Regions from separate parts of the Pan troglodytes genome. Here region 2 is linked to region 1. The links are chromatin contacts, called in public Hi-C maps. All regions are on one chromosome and are shown on one strand. The core of a region is the stretch at or near the end of the contact, and the rest is flanking DNA. Distances in the headings are between cores, read along the strand shown.

What was found. A called contact is a pair of places that touch in the nucleus more often than the background predicts.
Region 2: a contact with region 1 is called in a Hi-C map of stem cell-derived neural progenitor cells, with 4 times the contacts expected there. The contact joins two enhancer-like sites. A contact is called at or near these places in 2 of 7 Hi-C or Micro-C datasets (induced pluripotent stem cells and stem cell-derived neural progenitor cells) and 1 of 1 other capture datasets (stem cell-derived neural stem cells).

The regions. Positions count from the first base shown.
Region 1 is chr19:70,724,581-70,728,856 of NHGRI_mPanTro3-v2.0_pri, forward strand. The region is part of intron 8 of MSI2 (musashi RNA binding protein 2); the gene reads left to right. Among named protein-coding and RNA genes, the nearest start is that of CCDC182, 140 kb to the right of the region's middle. Within about 2 kb of position 2,226, at least 13 of the 24 cell types and tissues checked have an H3K27ac peak or open chromatin away from gene starts, as enhancers often do. A contact at or near this core is called in induced pluripotent stem cells, stem cell-derived neural progenitor cells and stem cell-derived neural stem cells, where this site is marked.
Region 2 is chr19:70,951,537-70,955,376 of NHGRI_mPanTro3-v2.0_pri, forward strand. No RefSeq gene overlaps it. Among named protein-coding and RNA genes, the nearest start is that of MRPS23, 18 kb to the right of the region's middle. Within about 2 kb of position 2,130, at least 14 of the 24 cell types and tissues checked have an H3K27ac peak or open chromatin away from gene starts, as enhancers often do. A contact at or near this core is called in induced pluripotent stem cells, stem cell-derived neural progenitor cells and stem cell-derived neural stem cells, where this site is marked.

The sequences.
Region 1 (4,276 bases), core at 976-3,475:
TGCCATTGTAGCACAAACACAGTCCAGGCAATATATAAATGAAGGGGGCGTGGCTGGGTTCAAATAAAGCTTATTTACAAAAACTCATGGCAGCTGGGTTTGGCCTGCTGGCCACAGTTTGTTGACTCCTGGACTAAACTAATCTAGCTCAGAGCAGGCCCAGTCAGGGCCTTGTCTACAGGGGTCCAATGAAAGGCATTTAGCCAAATGGTCAGCCAGTTTCACTATTGAGCACACATTATTAGGGGCAGAGTAGGGAGGGGGTGCCCCAAACAGGCACAGAGTTTGGGGATAGCAGCCTGTGGAAAGTATCAGTGCCTTCATTCTTTGGGGGAGCCCCCAGGTGGGGAGTGACACAATGGTCAGAACAGGGTGCTGTCAACCAGGGAGGCCTTCCTGGTAGAGGGTGCCTCAAGTCCTCAGTGCTGAACCCCCTTCCACTTCCCAGCTTTGTGGCCTTGGGCAAGTTACTTCTGTGTTTCGGCTCTGTGGTTCCCCTTTCTGTAAAACAGGTTGTGGTAGTGCCTACCTCGGAGAGTGCTGTGACTTAAGACTTGTAAGGGGTTTGGAACAGAGCCAGGCCATGGCACGCTCTCTATCAGAGTGATAGATTTTTTCACCACTGTCATCATTGTCATCATTCTTAGAATTATTTTACTGAGCAAATAAAGAGTTAGCAGGTAAGGAGGTCCTCAGCAGATTATAAGTCAGTAAAATGCAAGTGGTGCAGGACCTGGGCAGGACTGGGTCCCGAGCCTGCGGGGCAGGGATGGAGAGTATGAGGTGGGCACTCTCAGTGCCTCTGGGGATGGTCCTAGGAAAGGAGGTGGTGCACCTCCCAAAGCAGGAGGAACCAAGAGATGTGATTGTCTAGGTCCCGGAAAAGCTGAGTCCCACTCTTCACCTGACTCATTCTTTAAGAAGGTTCCAGAAAAATCCACTTCTAAGAGCAAAGCCTACTGAGATCTTAGGCCTGCTACCCTTCAGCCCAGGGCATACCTGGGGGATTGACTCGGAACAGGGGATTCTGGGGAAGGAAGGGCAGAAGGATAAGAAGGGAGGAGGGTCCTGAGCTGTCCTCTTGGACTCAGGGCTGCAGTGCTGTGACCAGCCCATCCGTGGAGGCCAGCCGCAGGCTAGGGTCGGCTTCTGGGCCCTGCCACCTGGCAAGGTGCCCAGTGATTGGCTCACCCCCCACTCCTTCCAGCTGCTCCTCCTCAGCCCTGAAGACAACTCAGTCGGGAACCAGCCCAAAAGTGGTGGGTGTATTTGTGTGTGGGGAGGGGGGCGGGTAATGTGGGTGGAATTAACTAGGCTTCTGTATTCACAATCCTATTTGTAGCATCATTCTCACTCGTAAGCTAATTTTAGCCATCCATTCTGCTTCTGTTGCCATTTATAAAATGAGAATGTCAAATGCAATATTAAACAAGCAGGATGAAGGCAAAAAAGGAAATGCCAGAGAGGCATTTAATAAATGAATCTGGTGTTTACGTGGGAGAGGGAGAGATCCTGCCCCCCACGCATCACACACGCAAGCGCGTGCACATGCTGTTTGTGTACAGGCTGTGTTAATGAGAGCAGAGTGATTAGTGTGTTGGGGGAGGCCGGGTGGTTCGGTGGTAAATGTTTGTTGCTCTTTAGGCAGAAGTAATTTGGCCTGCAGGGAGTGGCCTCCCAGTTGCCTGAGTGGTTCGCTTGCCCTTCATCTGTCCTCTGACGATGTCAGTGTAGGCAGGGCCAGGGAGGGCAGTGGTCTGTCTCTCAGTATCTCAGCACCCAGTGCCTCTGGGCTTTTCTGAACGTGCTGCCACCAGCATCCCCGTACTCCACCCCCAGGGCGCAGGGTCATGAGAGGGGAGCATGGAGACCACTAGGAGGGGCTGCTCCCCCTTCTCTTCTGCCTCTTCCCCGTGCAGAAGGCAGGGCATGAACAGTCTGCGCCCGTATGCAGCTGCAGAGACCAAGCCCAGAGTAGCGTGGCTCTTGCCTGGACTCTTGCCAATTTGTCTTCTAGTTTCACTCTAGTTTCCCCAGGGCCTGGGAGTTCTGTCCCTGGTTCTTCCTTTGCCCTCTTCTTTCAGCTGCCTCTGCCTAGAAAAGAAGGCTCAAGCCATACCTTTTATTTTCTCCCTGTTTTAAATAAATGAAGTTAGGCCCCACGCAGGGCCTCTGGCCCAGCCCACCGTGCCCTGGGGTAATTACTCCTCCAGCCTTGTGGCGGAACCTGAGCACCTGCTGGAGGCTGAGGTTTCTTTCCACTTTGAAATGCCCTTGCAGGTTCCCAGAAATGAAAAGGAGGACAGCTGCTGCTGCCACCATCAGCTTTTTCCCCAAATAGTGCGGCCTGGGAAGCTCTCTTTGCACATCCTGCTGATGAAAGCAGGGAGATGGGGCCTACCTGGCCGACAGGTGCAGGGAGGGTTAGGGAGAAAGGCAATGACTGTGTGCTAAGAATCTGCTGTGCTGGGGAGGCTGCTGCTCTCTCTCTTCCTCTTCACTCCCCATTCTGGGATTTCAGTGAACACAGATGTGACCTGACTTCATCACCTTCAAAGGCACTCACCTAGGCTCCATGTGGAGAGGGCAAGGTGTGACTCAACCAACTTTATCCAGTGCAAGCACTTTATAGGATTAGCTCCGAGAGCCCTATGGGGTAGGCACAGCTGTCACTGTTTTAGAGATGAGAAAATTGAGGTGCAAAGAAGTTAGTCAGCCGGTCTCAGCTCAGAGAGCCGGCAAGTGGAACAGAGATTTAAAGCCAGGAGCCTTAGCCCTAGGCTAGACTGCCGTATAACAGACTAGGAGGCACCCACTCTCAGATCTGGGCAGGGTGGGGGCTGCAGTTATTGGGGTACATCTCAGGTGATATTGGGGACCAGCTCCTCTCTACCCATTGCCCAGATTCTGAGGACCTCTGAGGGAAGAGCCACATCTCAGCCACATTCATTTCTGTGTCCACACCCAGCCGCTGCTTGGTAAATAGTAGATGCTTAATGTTTATTTTTGGTTTATGACCTATTTTACTTTGCCATCACTGATTGTAATAAAACACTGAGCAGAGGAAACAATGGATGAAATTAATTCTGGAAGTGGTAAGGAGATCAGTTGTGGAAGCTAGCATCGGGAAAGGCTTTGTGAACTAGGGGGAAAGGCTTTGTGAACTAGACCCAGATAGGCCTTGAGGGTTGGGTGGAGAGTGTGGGGAAGGGCTGTGTGAGGTGGGGTGATGGGGGGGTGGCTGGCAGCCAGAGACCCAGAGGAGGGAGCAGGGGTTTTGAAGCTGGGGGTCTGTGATTGAATTCTGACTGTGCTTTGTGACCTTGGGCAAGTCATTCCTTAGAACCTCTGTGTCCTTTTCTGCTGTAACTACGAGGCGGGTAAGGCCATCGCACAGAGGAAATGAGGCTCCATGCAATGAGGGAGTTGACAACCATGGACATTCTTTGAGGACTTCTGTGTGCCAGGCACTGTGCTTTATATCCATTATGTGTATATGTTATGTAATATATGAAAATTACGAGGATGTTGTGGCTGTGCCTAGTTATGGATAGCACTCAATAAACAGTGCGTGCCTTCCTCCCCAGAGTAACCCTCCTGAGTCAAGATTATAAATCTAATAGGTTTCTCAATGCCTTTTGCAAACAAGTCTGGGCCATTTATAACATGCATGTGTCCTGGAAGGTAGACATTCCTGCTGCCTGCCTTTCCCTATGGAAGCTGGCAGCTCCATTTCCGTTTGCACAGTAACCCCTTCCTCTGTAGACTGCATGGGCAGGTCCCACATCCATGAGGACCTTTTTGCAGTAGAACAAGAAAAGTTATCATTTACAAGTAGGTCCCCTGGTGCTTGGCCACACGCTGGTCCCTGTCCACAAGGACAGAGCCTGATTATGATGTCTGAGAAGCGAGGAGGGAGGGTCTCTTCCACTCACTTTCCAGTATCCACAGTGACCAGCTGGGAAGCCTCTCTGTGTTAGGCCATTCTCGCATTGCTGTAAAGAAATATCTGAGACTGGGTAATTTATTTAAAAAAGAAGTTTAGTTGGCTTACAATTCAGCAGGTTGTACAGGCATGGTGCCAACATCGCTAGGCTTCTGGGGGGAGGCGCCTCAGGGAGCTTTTACTCATGGAGGATGGCAAAGTAGGAGCAGGCACGTCACTTGGTGAAAGCAGGTGCAAGCAAGAGAGAGAGTGCAGGGAGGTGCCACACATTTTTAAGCAACTCCGAGTAAGAGCTCACTCATCACCAAGCAGGTGGCCCAAACCATTCAC
Region 2 (3,840 bases), core at 880-3,379, 230 kb after region 1:
AACCCTGAGCACGCCTAGGGTTTCCACTGAGCACCTGGGAAAGGAGAGGCTTTGAAGAACAATCCTGCATTTCCTGCGGAATTTTCTAGGAGGCAGAGACTAGAAAGCTGAACTTTTCCACTAGTTGTCCCTCATCCTGCCACACTCCTTCTCCGGAGGCCATCGTCTTGGAATCTACACTGCTTCCGGGTTGAAGGCCAGTAGCATCACCACCAGCCCCACAGCCATGTTCTTCTTTCCTGCATCTTTATTTTGCGTAACAGTAGAAGGCTTGAGAGTTTACAAAGTTCTGCATAGCCAGCATCTTGTTCGGGTTTTGCACCCCAAAACATACTTGGTGCTAATATTATTTTCCCCGTGTCAAAAATAGGGAAATCATTCATTTGTTCACTTGACAAATATACTTCCAAAAATCTATTAGGTTCCAGATTCTCTCCTGGGGCTAGATGTGGCTCAAAATGGTCAAGTGATTTCTCCAAAGCCATGGCCACAAAGGAGTGCCAGCGTCAGGATTTGAATCCAGTCCTTTTGACTGAGACTTAGAGAGGAAGGAGGTCAGAGCTCTTCCCCTGTAACCCAGCGTCAGGATTTGAATCCAGTCCTTTTGACTGAGACTTAGAGAGGAAAGAGGTCAGAGCTCTTCCCCTGTAACCCACCTGGGTGGCACCCTTAGCTCTGTGCTCCTCTGGCCTCACATCCCAGGTAATTCAAGACAGAGGGGCCCACCATACACTGGCAGACCACCAGGGTAAAATAGAGTGGGAGGGTAGGAAGGTCAAGGATAGATCTTTCTGGTCCTCTAGGCCTCACCCTCACCCTGCCCACCATTTCTGCCCTGGCACCCACTGCCTCCCCATGCCCTTCATAGGGAGAAGCTCCAGAAAGAGTTTCAGAAACTCCTAATTGCTGACTAGCCCCAGGTCCCCAAAACAACGGCTCTGATGTTGGAACTATTTTCCCTGGCCGGGCCTCTAGGTAGTGACCCTCTGGCTTTCCCTCCATATCTGGGGCAAAGAGGGTGGAGAAAGCAAGCAGAAAAGTGTGCTGAAAGGAAGGCAGTTGGGGGGAGTGTAGAGGGGCAGCAAGGAGGCAGAAAAGGGCCAGGCATGGTGGCTCATGCCTATAATCCCAGCACTTTGGGAGGCCAAGGCGGGAGAGTCGCTTGAGGCCAGGTATTTGAGACCAGCCTGAGCGACATAGGATAGAGACCCTATCTCTACAAAAAAATTAAAAATAAAAAATTAGCTCGGCATAGTGGCATGCACCTGTAGCCCCAGCTACCTGGGAGGCTGAGGCAGGAGGACCACTTGAGCCCAGGAGGTTGAGGCTGAAGTGAGCTATGATTGCACCACTGCACCCCAGCCTGAGTGACAGAGAGAGACTTTGTCCCTATTTTTAAAAAAAGGAAGCAGGAAAGAAGAAACAGAATGAGTGTCATTGAGTGTCATTTAAAATGTTGGTTTCTACACACACGCTTGCCCACAGGCATACACAATCCAAGAAGTTACTAAATAAATGCACATTTTCCAGTGAAACCTACCAGCATGGGATAAGTTCCAAAAGTGGATAGTTCCCAAGATGTTCTCTAGTTTCCTCCTTTGTTGTTGTTGTTGTAGTTGTTTTTTAATTTGATTCATTTACTTGGTGCTAGAAGTTTGGAAGGAGATAAAGGACAGAGTAACTACTGGGGGTGGGGGATAGAGAAAGCTGTGTTTAGACGAGTGGCTGGTGAAAGAGGACACAATACCGTTTCTTCTCAATGTTAATCTAGCACATGTTAATTCCTCCCCACCCAGTGGGAATCGACAGTGGCTGAAAGCCTTCTAGGCACTGACAGCAAAGACAGAGTACTCGCCAAGAACTTTGTTCACGTTCTCATTCAGTCCTCAAAGCAACTTAGTGAGGTAGACGTTGTTACCCTTGTTTTACAGATAAGGAAATTGAGGTTCAGACGGTTCACTAACTCCCCTAATGTCACCAGACAAAGCAACAGATCAGGGTTTCAAACCCAGGTCTGTTCTCCAAGGCCTGGGTTTTTTCCGCTGCTCTGCCTCCCTGCCTGCACTGTTCTCTCTCCCGCTGTCCTCCACAGCAAATTCGCAGATGTGTCATTGACTGGAGAAGGTTAGGAAACACTGCTCTGGGCAGAGTCTCCAGGGGCTCAGCGCAGTAAGCTCCTTCCTCTCCAGCTCCTATTATGGTGCAAACAGTGCCGCTTCCCCGGCAGGCCTTTGTCATTTGTCCCGTGGCCTGTCCCCTCCCATCTCTACCCCATCCCAGTAGCACCCCAGGACCTCAGCTTCCTAAATTTCAGCCACAACATTATTTTACAAGGACACTCTTCAACCTTGAAAGGCAAGGTACCCCAAGGCAAGGAAACGAAATGACTGCAGTTGAACAGCATGAGAGTCCAGCGCCATCTAGTGGTGCTGAAACCGACAAGTCCCTGGCGGTGACATTTTCAAATAATCAATATCTCATTATTAACCATAATCACAACCTGATGTTTACTTTTGGAGAAATGTTCAGCAGCAAGGGATGCACATGCACTTTTCTGCATGTTTCAGAGGCCTGCGATCCTAAATGCCACAATGACTATTAAACAGTGTCCTGCCCATGAGCAAACAGGAGAGATTGGTTGTATATCTTTTTCATCTAAGCTGCTCACCAAAAACAAAGCTCAGTTGAAGCCAGTGACCTTTCACTAACTGCTGGAAGGAAAATGCTTGATAAATAATAAATAGACCACTACTGGATCTTGCTTAGAACTATCTTTTAATTAAAAGAACTGAGGAGCTAGAAGGTCCGGTGACTGACATTTATTTCAGTTGCAGTCCAGGAAAAGCATTCATTGAGGGTAAAATGATACTTGAAATGTATTTTCGTTGTCAGCTAGTATTCCCCAAAAACCCTGTCTGGAATCTGCATGGATGGAGGGTGGTGGTGGTGGCTGGCAGTAGCAACATTTTGTAGGGAACATAACACTTAACTTCCTGCCTTCTCTGCCTTCCCCTAGCAACCTTTTCTTTTTCGTGCTGCAGCAATAACCACTTGTCTGGTTCAGCATCACCACAGAAACTGCTTCAGTGCCGGGCTCATCCAATCAGAGACCCGCCTGCCACATTGAGCGCTACCCTAGGAGTGACAGGAAAGCCATTTCCCGTCTTTTCCACAGGAGGGCAGGTGCCCTTCCTCTGCCAGCCAAGGTGACCTCGACCAAGTTGCTCACTGAACCTGCTCAGCCATCCCTCATCTCACCCAGCACGGTCAAAGGCTCAGAACGCATGACTAACTTAGCCCGAGTCAGGCTCCCACCTTTTGGCTATTCTGGAATTGAGCTCAGGAACATAGAGACCAGGAAGTCTCAGCCTTCCCCATCCCCTCCTCCACTCGCCTTTGCTTGCTCCTAGCTCCAGTCTTCTGGCTGAGGCCGTGCCAGCTTGTGTTGACTACCAGCACCACATCATGTTCTCTGCCCTAACTCCCATGTACTCAGGAAAACTGCCAGCCCATTCTGAGTCAGGCTTGGTCGCAGATGAAAGCTGAGGATGGATGAGGCCCAACTCCGGGTGCCACGTCTGGATTCCCCGGAGCAGAGGCAGGCACCAGTGCCAGCCTCAGAGAAAATCTTACTGTCCCACTTGAGTGACTTTGTTTAAAAAAAGAAATCTGCTGAAGGTTTTTAAGTGGCACGCCATCATTTATTTACAGAGAAAGGTATCACTTTAACAAAATCAGGAGTCCTTCGGGGGCAGATTATTCTGCAATACCACTTTCATTATCAGAGAACTCTCGATACAAAGTGTTCTACAAAACTACAAGAAGAATCAGGCTAGCCTT